2 separate regions of the Mus musculus genome follow, and region 2 is linked to region 1. The links are chromatin contacts, called in public Hi-C maps. All regions are on one chromosome and are shown on one strand. Each heading gives the region's core, a stretch centred on a gene start, on an enhancer-like site or on the middle of the called end of the contact. The rest is flanking DNA. Distances are from core to core; before and after follow the strand shown.

Region 1 (5,601 bases), core at 1,549-4,048:
TAAATAAAGAAAATATCCAATAAAAAGACAAGAATGTCAGTGGAAAAAAATAAGTACCTATCTTTCATAATTAGAATTAATCAGAGATAGCTCCCTAGAACAGGTGGCCTTTGAAAGAGAAAAGGTGAGAAAAAAATTCTCACCTAGAGGAATGTAAAGGGCAAATGTAAAAATATCAACGTCTGTGCAGAAGTTAATCATGTTCTGAAGACATGGGGAAATCCTAGCTGAAATGTGCTATGTTCTCTCTTGGGCTTAGCTATTCAGGGGCTAGCTCTCTTCTCCTCGGACACTGAGATATAGCCAGGGAATGAGCTGCAGAGTTTGTTACTGGAGGTAATTAAAGTGCTGAATCCTTGCCTTCCTGATGCTGAAAAATAATCCTTCTACTTCAGTGAGTAAGATTCCTACCGAGGTTTCAATTCATAGGATTTAAGTTTTCATTTAATTTTTATATCAAAACATACTTAGAATACATTTCACAAGAATATTTGGTCTAGTTATTTTTGGCCCGCACTTTGGTAACTTACACTCCCATACAATGGCAACTCTGTTTTCTTTGCTCTACAGTTTCTTTGTGCACTATTCCTTGAAAATGGGCCTCATTTTCTAACTTCGCTGAAAAGGAAAAAAAAAAAAAGTTAATTTCAGCAACAGCTTTATATCTCTTTATAGATTTATAGCTTAGACTTTCATAAAAATATTTTGCTAAGAAGCATAGATGTGGACTTAGGTATTTGTTGAAAATTTTGTTAAAGAGGTGAAGACCCTTTTCTCAGATGTCTTACTAAACAAAGGGCAGGATAATCACTCAGAATGATTCTATGAAAGCGCTGTCAACGAGGACATTAACATTGAAGTGAAGTGAAGGATCTGAAGTATGAGCCTGCGTTACTTTATAGTCTAACTCGTCAATTGATTTAGAATCTGCACCTTTTTTTTTAGTCCGCAGCTCATCTATTAGTGGTTTATTATAGAGTGGCTTTTATGAAAATTTCGATTTAATCACAAGTCAGAAATATATGATTTAGTCATTCTATTTTACAGAAAGTGCTTTAAACTTTTTAATATAAGCTCAATATATACAGTAGGCTGATAAATTAATGAGATGGTTCACAGAAGTCATACATGAAAACCAGTGTGCTATTTTATTAGCTATAACTCTTATTTTTTTCAAGATTGGAGATAAATGTAAGCTTCATTTTGTAAGTCACATTATACATAATTTTAATATAATGAAAAAGTCCCTCTGTCTTAGATAGTCCAAAATTAACATTTGCAAGGCAATTTATAGTTTCCAAAGAGCTTCTCTCATCAATTATCTCAGAAAACTGAATAACGATGTGATTATTAAAGGTTAATTAAGCAAATACTTGTGAAGTAATTGGGAGGTAATCTATTTCTAATTTAACAGGTCATCAGGGGTATTTAGGAAATATTTTTTCTGGTTAATAACTCTAACCAAAACAAGATATTTAAATGGTTTCCCTAGTGGAAAACAATAAGCGAGTGTTTGCTCTTTTAAACCAATTGTTTCAAAGAGCCAGGGGAAGGGAGGGCTCCTAATTTCACTGTTTTAATGAGGTTTCTGAGCTCTTCATTCCCCACGTCAATCCATGCCTTATTTTGGAACTTTGGAATAAAATAAGATAAAATAGCAAGTGACTAGAGAAGGCATGGTGTGTGTTAGAAAAAGAAATGTCTTTTTTTGCTGGACACATCTTGGATATTGACTATACGCAGAAGGGCAAATAAAAATCCAACTCCTATCAACAACCCAACATGACTAAGTGAAGAACCAGGGTAGAACAGTATGGGCACTCTCGCCAGCAGACTACAGACTGTTTTCTCCTAACTTTGGGTAGCTCGATCCTCAGTAGTACCAGGAGGTTGAAAAACCAATTCCCGCGTGCTCCGCGTTTACTGTCGAGAGACACTTTGGATCTCAAGTACAAAACTGCAAAGTGACCATCCAGGGCCTAGGTAAAAGGCTGCAGTGACTGCAGAGAATTAGCCCCGGGGAGATTGAGTCACGGGGTTGGGTCCTGGCCTGGGCACGCGATGGAGTGGACTCCCCGCACCTTTGTCTGAGCCGGAGCCGAGTGTCTCAGTGGGGACGCGGGGCACCACGGTCCCGGCGGGTCGGGTACCGCCCGAGAGGAAGCCAGAGGTCGGCGCAGTGCGATCGGCCCCCTCCCACGGGAACCGCGCCAGGTCCCCAGCAAGAGCCGGGCGGCCTGCTATTGTTTTTGGCGAGCACATAAATCCGTGCGCCGACCCTCTGCGAACCCAGGTTTCCTCCCGGAGGCCATTCGGTTTCCTCTGAGGCCCTATATAGAGGCCCGGGGCAGAGAGGTGCGCGCAGGCTCGCGGCCTCCGTGAGCAGCTCCGGAGTCCGTGCGGCTCTGCCTCAGGTCTCCGTAGCCTTTGAAGCGGTCCGCGGAGGTGAGGGGAAATCTCTCCCGCGGGTTAGGAGCGGGAGGCGGGAGGCGAAGGAGGCGGATCGCTTCTCCGGGGTTTCCCTGACGCCAGCAGCAGCAGCAGAGCCCGGCGCGCGCGCCCCGCGCCCGTGCCCGTCTCCCGAGAGCCAGAGGGGGGAGGGGAGCGGGCCCGCCGCCTGCCCCTGCGCCAGCTCGGCTCCACCGCCGCGGCTGCCCGCGAAGCGACCGCCGGGATTGGAGCCCGGCAGGCCGCGGGGCGCGAAGAGGGTGCTCGTGGGGAGGGAGGCGCGCGTGCGCGGCTGTGAGCGTGCGCGGCACGGCGCGCTCCGGCGCCCGCCCCCCACCCCGCGGTCTCCGCCCCCCTCGCTCTACCGTGAGGAGCCCGAGTCGGCGGCGGGTGGCGGCGCCTGGAACCTGGAGAGACCGAGCCACCCCCCGGCTCTCGGCCGGAATGTACTGATTCTCCTCTGCTCTCCTCCCCGCCCCGCTGCAGGAGGGAGGCGCCCGGAGTCTTTCCCCCTGGGCGCGCGAGGGGGCCGCGCGGGCCGGGCCGGGCCGGGCTGGAGCCGAGCCCTGCGGCGCAGAGACCGGCTGAGGCGCGCTGAGGGAAGGGCGCGAGCGCTCCGCGGCGCTATCGCCGCCGCCGCCGCCGCCACTCGTGGGGTAGAGATGGCGGCGGAGCGCGAAGCCGGGCGACTCCTCTGCACCTCCTCCTCCCGGCGCTGCTGTCCGCCACCGCCGCTGCTGCTGTTGCTGCCGCTGCTGCTGCTGCTCGGACGCCCGGCGTCCGGCGCCGCGGCCACGAAGAGCGGCTCCCCGCCGCAGTCCGCAGGTAAGTCGGGCCGGGCCCGGGACGCCGTGGGGGCTGGGGCGCGGCACCGGCTCCCGTGGCCGCTGCGGTGGGTTTTTGTTGTTGTTTAGGATCCAGAGGGGAACGTGCGGGAACTTTTCCTCCTCGGCTCCCGTTGCTGGAGAGAAAAGGGTCTCGCGTGGTGGAAAGCGGAGCAGGCAGGAGGGGTTCCTACCGGGGGAGGGGCGCCTCCGGGATCCGGGCCGGAGCTCTGGGGTCCAGTTCTGCGCTTTGTACCGGGAGGCAGGTTCACCCCTCGCCTCTTTCCCCTCCCCCAGGCTCATCCCACTTGTAAGAGTGGGACATTCTTGTGCTCACACAAGCACCAGTAGAGGCCACTACACACCTCATTAGATAAACAATCGTACAGCCAATTCATTAATTTTCAGGAAGGGATGGAGGAGGGGGCTTGAATTCATTCTCTTCACCCTCCATCCCCCTCGGCCATGGGTTGCCCAGCTTCTGAAGTCCAGGGAAGCGCTGTCGGATCTCGAGGGACTCTTCGCTCAGTGATTGGAGCCTGGGTCTTCAGGAGAGGGGGTGCTAAGGGGCATACTAGCCCCTTCATGATCAGATCAGTGGTGTTGACTTAGCCTTGTGGACGCCTTGGAGAGCGGCTCCAAGTGATTCTGTGAAGTAGTGCCTCTTTACTAGGGATTTAACTATATTTCTATGTAACCCACTCTCAACTTCTGAAAAATTTCAGACATCGGATTTTTAAGGATTTGTCTAATTGTCTCTATGTGACTATATATGTATATGTGTGTGTATACACACACACACACACACATACACATATATACACATATATGTGTATATATATTCAGCATCTTTTTTTTTTCTGTGTGTTTCATGCATTCCTGGAGTCACCAGCATTCTTACATATTTAAGGGTGCCAATTGACACATCGCCAAGCCTCTGATAGTTGAGCAGGGTTCACTCGGCTCTTGAAGAGCAAATTGACATGTGCTTTGCTAACCTCGTTTACCTAAGGTGGTGTGCCATATAACTTGAAGAAACTTTCACTCACTTTGTGGAGATTTAGATTTTTAATACGAAGGTCACCTGATCAGACACAATGGCAACTTGTAATTGCTAAACCAAAAACGTGTTTCCCTCTGATTGTTATGAAATCATTAAAATCACTTCGAAATGTGATTTGCTGATAAAGTTTGTTATTTTGCATTTTGTGTGTATGTGTATAGAGCTCACAACTTGCCAGTGTTAACAGTTTTAAACCCACACTAGTATATATTATTTAAGCTGCTAAACAGGAGTGTTAATGTTAAGTTAGGATCACTGATGTGATAGGCATTTGCACATTTATCTTGTACAAAGTTTGGGGCACAGTTTTCAGACCTTCAGTGTAAGTACCTGAATAGTTTCTTTTCATGGGAATGGGAAAGAGAAATGTATAAATTTTGGAAAACAAGTTCCTCTTTTTTTTTTAAATTTCTTATGAAAATTTATATACAGCTGATTGTATGTGTATTTGAGGTCATAGCTGGAGTTTGTGTTTAAAGTTTTGGCAGAGACTTTTTAAAGTTAACAAAAGCTTAAACAATGCTAGAATTTAGAAATTTGTTTTACATTTTATTATTCTGTCTGTCTGTCTGTCTGTCATGCGTGTGTGTTTGTGCCTGTGCCATGGCATGCTGTGTGCTAGTCAGAGGACATCTTCGGAGGAGTCACTACTCTTTCCAGCATGCAGGTCCTGGGGAGTGAACTCAGCTCCTCAGGCTTGGAGGCCCATTAAAGCAGTCACTTAGAAAGGGATCTTAACGTCTGCTTTAGCATGAATTCAATCAGTGAGGTTTTATTTTGCAATGATGAGATGGGAGACATTTGCTCTCTGCCTTTATGGAGTTGGCAGTCCAGCATGTAGGTAGGGACCATAGCTGCTCAGCTAGAATTACATAGTTAAGTGATTGTGATAAGCACTGCAAAATAGAGTAGGTTTTGAGGAAGTGTGAGCTGGCGTGATTTACCTAGTCAGTGCCAGAGTTCTCGATCTGAGATGGTGATGGGTGGAGGTTAGTTAGAAGGCTCACAGTTAATTAGTAGTGGATAGAGTCTAGAGCACAGGTCTGATTCTCCCTCATAGGCCTTTTTATTTTCATTCCAAAATATTTTCTGTTGACCCCTCTGTCTCATTACAAAAATGATAAAAAAAAAAAAAAAAATCACTGCAGTGAGCAGGGGCTGATCTGTTCCGTCCTGAGCTGTGGGAAGAGATCAGGAGATGGAGAGCTGAGTCAGCAGTCTTGGGTCAGGCTGTCTGTAAATCAGATATCATTTGTTAGTATTGCT
Region 2 (5,553 bases), core at 579-3,078, 51 kb before region 1:
TACTGTGCCTGGCACCTAGGTGCACTTAGTGTCAGCCTGAGAACCACTATGCTCATTGGGGGCCAGCTGCTTTCTCTGGGGCACATTTCTTTCTCTCTCTGCTAATGCCTTCATAAGACCTCTGCTATTTGCATTACAGAGCCTCTCTTAAAACTGGCAAAGTACAGAGACAAAGTTTGGAGCTGAGACAAAAGGATGGACCATCTAGAGACTGCCATATCCGGGGATCCATCCCATAATCAGCTTCCAAACGTTGACACCATTGCATATACTAGCAAGATTTTGCTGAAAGGACCCAGATATAGCTGTCTCTTGTGAGACTATGCCGGGGCCTAGCAAACACAGAAGTGGATGCTCATAGTCAGCTATTGGATGGATCACAGGACCCCCAATGGAGGAGTTAGAGAAAGTACCCAAGGAGCTGGGGGGATCTGCAACCCTATAGGTGGAACAACAATATGAACTAACCAGTACCCCCCAGAGCTCGTGTCTCTAGCTGCATATGTATCAGAAGATGGCCTAGTCGGCCATCAGTGGAATGAGAGGTCCATTGGTCGTGCAAACTTTATATGCCTCAGTACAGGGGAACGCCAGGGCCAAGAAGTGGAAGTGGGTGGGTGAGGGAGTGGGTGGGGGAACGTGTGGGGGACTTTTGGGATAGCATTGGAAATGTAAATGAAATAAATACCTAATTAAAAAAAACTGACAAAGTATCTCCATGCCAGCAGAAGCCCATTTCAGGCCCATAATAACACATGCATGCTTTTGCTTCCTGCCCGCCCCTCCCCCATTCTCTCTCACACATAAATAAGTAAATAAATAAATACCAGAGAGCCATGGCTCTGAGAATGTGAAGAGATATGTGTCAAGGGGTTGAGGGAGAGGCCATTTGGAGCACACAGAGCTCTGAGACAGCAGCATGGTGAACTGAGTTAGGCACCTGGTCTCACCGAATGTCCACGAGCTCAGCCACCTAGTCATGTTAAAATCTCTTGTGGCGCTGAGCTTTGTCTGGGAGTGTCAAAGGAAGCGGTACTTCAGTATGTGAGTATTTTGATTTTTTTGTACTTGGGAGTAGCACAGAGGCCACTGTGTGCTGGGGGAGTCAGATGACAGCTTGCCTGTTAAGGCTCTCTGCTGCTATGCAGGTCCCTGAGACTGAACTTGGGTCATTAGGCTTGGTTGCAAGCCCCTTTACCTGATGAGCCATCTTGACAGCCTAATTTGGGTATTTTAATTTCAAAGAGTTTCCAGTTTTGCATATGTATAAATAAAAACCCAAACAAACAAACACTACACAGACAGACATTAGGCCAAAGAGAAGTTAATCTGTGAGCCTGGTTTCTTTCAATAGCAGGCGACAAGAGAGGAGCCTGTGTATGAGCAAGAACCGTTAGTGTTTAGTTGATGATAACAACAGAGTGTGTTCTAAACATCCCCAAATACCAGAGCAGTTTAAAACGAAAATACAAGTAAATCAACGTTATAGGAAGAAGTAGCTGCCTGGTGAGGCATCTTGCAAATGACTAACCAGTTTGGGCCAAGTCAATGAAAACAGCTTCCTTTAGCAGGCCGAGCCCGTAAAACTCAGGTAAACATTTACTTTTCTATAATCCCATAGATGCTGTCTCACGGTTCTCAGTTCTCAACAGTTTCAGCCATTCAGCAACATCAAGGACACAGCAGTGTCACTGAAATCCTGGAACTCAAACAGCCCCCGTAGCCTTGAGGGCAGAAGAGTTAAGCGAGTTTGCCCCTGTCAGGAATCGCTAGTGCTGCGTGGGCTTTATTACGCAACTTGGGTGGAAATCAATAACCACAGCATCTGGAGCTAGTTGAGTCCCTGTTATGGGCCAAGCACTGTGCAGATGTGTTTGATGGGGGAGTATTCCTTTAACTCTCATAGCGGCTGTTTGAAGCAAGTTCCACTTTACTGCCTTCTCATGAATGAGGGAACCCACTTTCCCCAGGTCCCAGAGCTACCAAGTGGCAAAACTGAAACTCAGATCCGTGCTCAGCCTCCACATCAGTGAGTGTAGGACACTTGGCCTTCGATCACGAGAACAAATTGAATCAAGTCTATTAACAAGGCTTGGAGGCACAGGTTACACAGACATAGTCTGACAGGTGGTTCAACCATAGCCTGTCCCAGCCCATTGGGTGATGTCATTGCTGTACATTCTCTTTGCCTAAAAATATCAGCGATCCACACGCTGAAGTCCTGCAGCTGCTCATGGCAGATGCCTAGAACTAGAAAGTGCTTCATCAGATCGGAAAGGCCTCTTGATCCTGATGACGGTGGTGGTGATGGTGACGGTGACGGTGATGACCATGGACTCACAATGCCTGCTCCTCTGAAACATCCTGCCAGGGTCTCTCCTAGAGTCACCTCTCTAGACCATGTAGGCCAACTACCCCTTCTGACCTTCACAGGCCTTTCCCGAAATAAATATGAGTTCCCAGGGGTAGTAAATGTATATAGTCATTTCATCCTTTCAACAAATATCTCCTAACTATCTATCATGTGCCAGGTGATCTATTGTTTGGGGATAGAGTGACAAAAATCCCTGTCCCTGTGTGACAACCAAGGAAATTGCATCCTGGGAGTGAGAAGCTCCAGGCACCAGGTAAGCAATGATAAGTTTGCATGGAGAGCTGTAAATATTCGCTGGCCTTTGCCTTGAAGTAATGACATGGAGACCTTATATTTATTAAAAGCCTTCAAGCATTATATCTTGGCAGATACTCATCTATTCTCACCCTAGTCTAGCCCGACTAGGCTGCCTGCTACTCTGCCATATGCCCCATGAGCTGCTGTCTTAGTTAAGATTTTACTGTTGTGAACGGACACCATGACCAAGGCAACTCATAAAAACAGCATATATTTGGGGACTGGCTGATCAGCTCTTTATTAACCAATCAGAGGTGATGGAAAACAATTTTTACACAGTGTTGAAGCTGGAGATGCTTGGCGATGCCAATGTTCAGACGGCAACCAGAGCTCTGGGCACAGGAATCAGCATCTGAATACACAGTGCACAAAACCATCTCCCAGCAGAGCGCTATGTAGAAAGTAGAGCAAATTCACTAGATCATAGGAGGTGGGATGGGGAAAGAGTAAGGGAATTCATTACAATCCATTATAATTAAGGAACTCCCCCAAAGCCCCTTTATGTGCTGTTCCCTGTACAGGAAACTGATGAAGAGAGGGAACAAGCCAGGCAAGGGTGCTTCAGTCTGAGAGGCAGGGGCATGCCCACCTTTCCTTTCGAGAGGACGGAGATCAGTGTGTCTGGAATGAGGTGAGACACGAGAAAGAAGGAGGCAGGTTGGGCAAAGTTTGAGAGGGACTGTGTGAAGGGTCTTACAGGCCACAGCAAGGAGGACTGTGGTGTTTGTCTTGAGTACATATAAGGCTACGGAAAAGCTCTGAGCAGAAGTACTATGGTGTAACCTAGAGGAACCATACTGATGGCCCTAGGGAGAGTAGCTGTAAGGAACTGCAGGATCCAGATCAAGCATGTTGATAGCTTGGCCCAGGGGACAGCGGAAGTGACAGAAGGTGATCTATAGCTGAACCCTGAAGGCAGTACCTGCCGAATTTGATAAGGGATGGGCCTGCAGCGCGGAAGAATGAAAAGACTCCCAGACACTAAGCTTTTGAGGTTTGAATAATACAAAGAATGGAACTGCCATTTACTGAGACTGATTTTGGTGTTTTATTTTGGGTTGGGAATGGTGGCTAATGCTTGGAATCCTGCCACTTGAGAGACCAAGGCAGGAAGACTGTGAGCTCAAGGCCAGTCTGAACTACATATTAAGATCATGTCTCAAAAATAAATAGTCTCTCTAAAAAAACAAACAAACAAACAAACAACAACAAAACCAATATGAACTAACCAGTCCCCCCAGAGCTCCCTGGGACTAAACCACCAACCAAAGAAAACACACGGAGGGACTCATTTCTCCAGCTGCATATGTAGCAGAGGATGGCCTAGTCGGTCATCAGTGGGAGGAGAGGCCCTTGGTCCTGTGAAGGCTCTATGCCCCCGTATAAGGGAATGACAGGGCCAGGAAGAGTGGGTGGATTGGTGAGCATGGGGGGAGAGCAGGGGGGGAGAGGATAGGGGATTTTCGGAGGGGAAACTAAGAAAGGGGATAACATTTGAAATATAAATAAAGAAAATATCTAATAAAAAAAAAGTAGTCTCGAGCATAAATGACGAATTTGGTTTTGAAACTTAAAGTTTGAAAAGTCTATTAGATATGTAATAGTGGAGAGTTCAAGAAATGGCTCCTTTGGGAAAGTCCTTGCTGCTCAGGAGTGAGGCCCTGAGGTTGGACCGTAAGCACTCTCCTAAGAGGCAGGTGTGTGGCCAGTGTCTGCATCCTCATCTCTGGAGAGGTAGCGTAGGCAGATCCTTAGAGCATGCTGACAAGAAAGTCTAGCCAATCAGCAAGTTCCAGGTTTAGTGAAGGATCCTGTCTCAAAAAATAAGGTGGAGAGCGGGTCTGGCATGGGGGCACACATTTTTAATCCCAGCACTCAGATCTCTGTAAACTTGAGGCAAGCCTGGTCTATGTAGCAAGTTCTAGACTACTCAGAGATACATAGTAAGACCCTATCTAAAAAAAAAAATTAAAAGTAAAACAGAGAGGGACTGCACATATTCATAAACATACGAGAGAGAGAGAGAGAGAGAGAGAGAGAGAGAGAGAGAGAGACTTGGCATTCAGTGAAATTCTGGGGCTCGTGAGATCAGGATTATCTGTATGCTTCAACCTTGGCTTAAGCAAGAGGTATTGAGATCTGACCTGGAGCAGATACGAGATATGTGGTATGGATAAAATTAAGAGAACCAGAAGAGATGGGTGAGAAATAAAGGGGTATCTGGGGTGTGAAGGACATGAAGAGTCTTGTACAGATTCTATCATGAAGCATCCTATGAAATAATTATTTCCAGGGACTTTGATTCCATGTGAACATGTTGGGCTGAGCTGATACAAATGACAGAGCTATGTCAATAGGAAAAACACAAATTAACAATCCAGCTGCTCATTTTGAAATTAATTGGTATATATAAAAAACAAAGTGAAAAATTAAAATCATTTTATGTCTTTTCCAGTCTATAATTGATTCTCCTATTGAGTGTTTAATGTTAAGTGCTTCATGACATGGAGTTTTAAGGATATTGCATAAAAATAAAATGGACTGTACTCAGCTTCATACACACAACCCAAGTGCAGCTCCATTTGTCTTGCCTTGAATTAACTTCAGCTATTACATTTTTTTCCTGTCTTTTGCAGCTCTTCATTGATTTCCCCCCCCCTCCCATCTCCTCTCAGTGACCTTTATTACACAGTCCTTCCTGATGCTAGCCCCTCCCATTCCATTTCTTCTTTTCAATCTCTCCCTGATGAGATACCTTATCTTGCTGGTCCTGTTTCAGACAAGACTGAATTGCATAGATTCCCCCAGAGAGCCTGCATCGAACCGAGGAAGTGACTAATATTTCTGCAATAATATATCTGAGTTTATAGAAATACTCTCCC

Evidence for each region. A called contact is a pair of places that touch in the nucleus more often than the background predicts.
Region 2: a contact with region 1 is called in a Hi-C map of uterus, with 2.2 times the contacts expected there. The contact joins the enhancer-like site here to the promoter of Neo1 in region 1. A contact is called at or near these places in 6 of 39 promoter capture datasets (the 3T3-L1 cell line, cranial neural crest, embryonic stem cells and 3 more), 11 of 484 Hi-C or Micro-C datasets (the 63-12 cell line, the HL-1 cell line, cerebellum and 5 more), 10 of 115 datasets of contacts at active chromatin or transcription factors (astrocytes, embryonic forebrain, embryonic stem cells and 3 more) and 1 of 9 other capture datasets (adipose tissue).

Annotation. Positions count from the first base shown.
Region 1 is chr9:59,033,638-59,039,238 of GRCm38.p6, reverse strand. It overlaps Neo1 (neogenin), which reads left to right and starts at 2,798. Exons shown (of 28, transcript NM_001042752.1): 1 at 2,798-3,273. The coding sequence starts at 3,111.
Region 2 is chr9:59,083,521-59,089,073 of GRCm38.p6, reverse strand. No RefSeq gene overlaps it. Among named protein-coding and RNA genes, the nearest start is that of Neo1, 50 kb to the right of the region's middle. Within about 2 kb of position 1,828, at least 16 of the 459 cell types and tissues checked have an H3K27ac peak or open chromatin away from gene starts, as enhancers often do. A contact at or near this core is called in uterus, where this site is marked.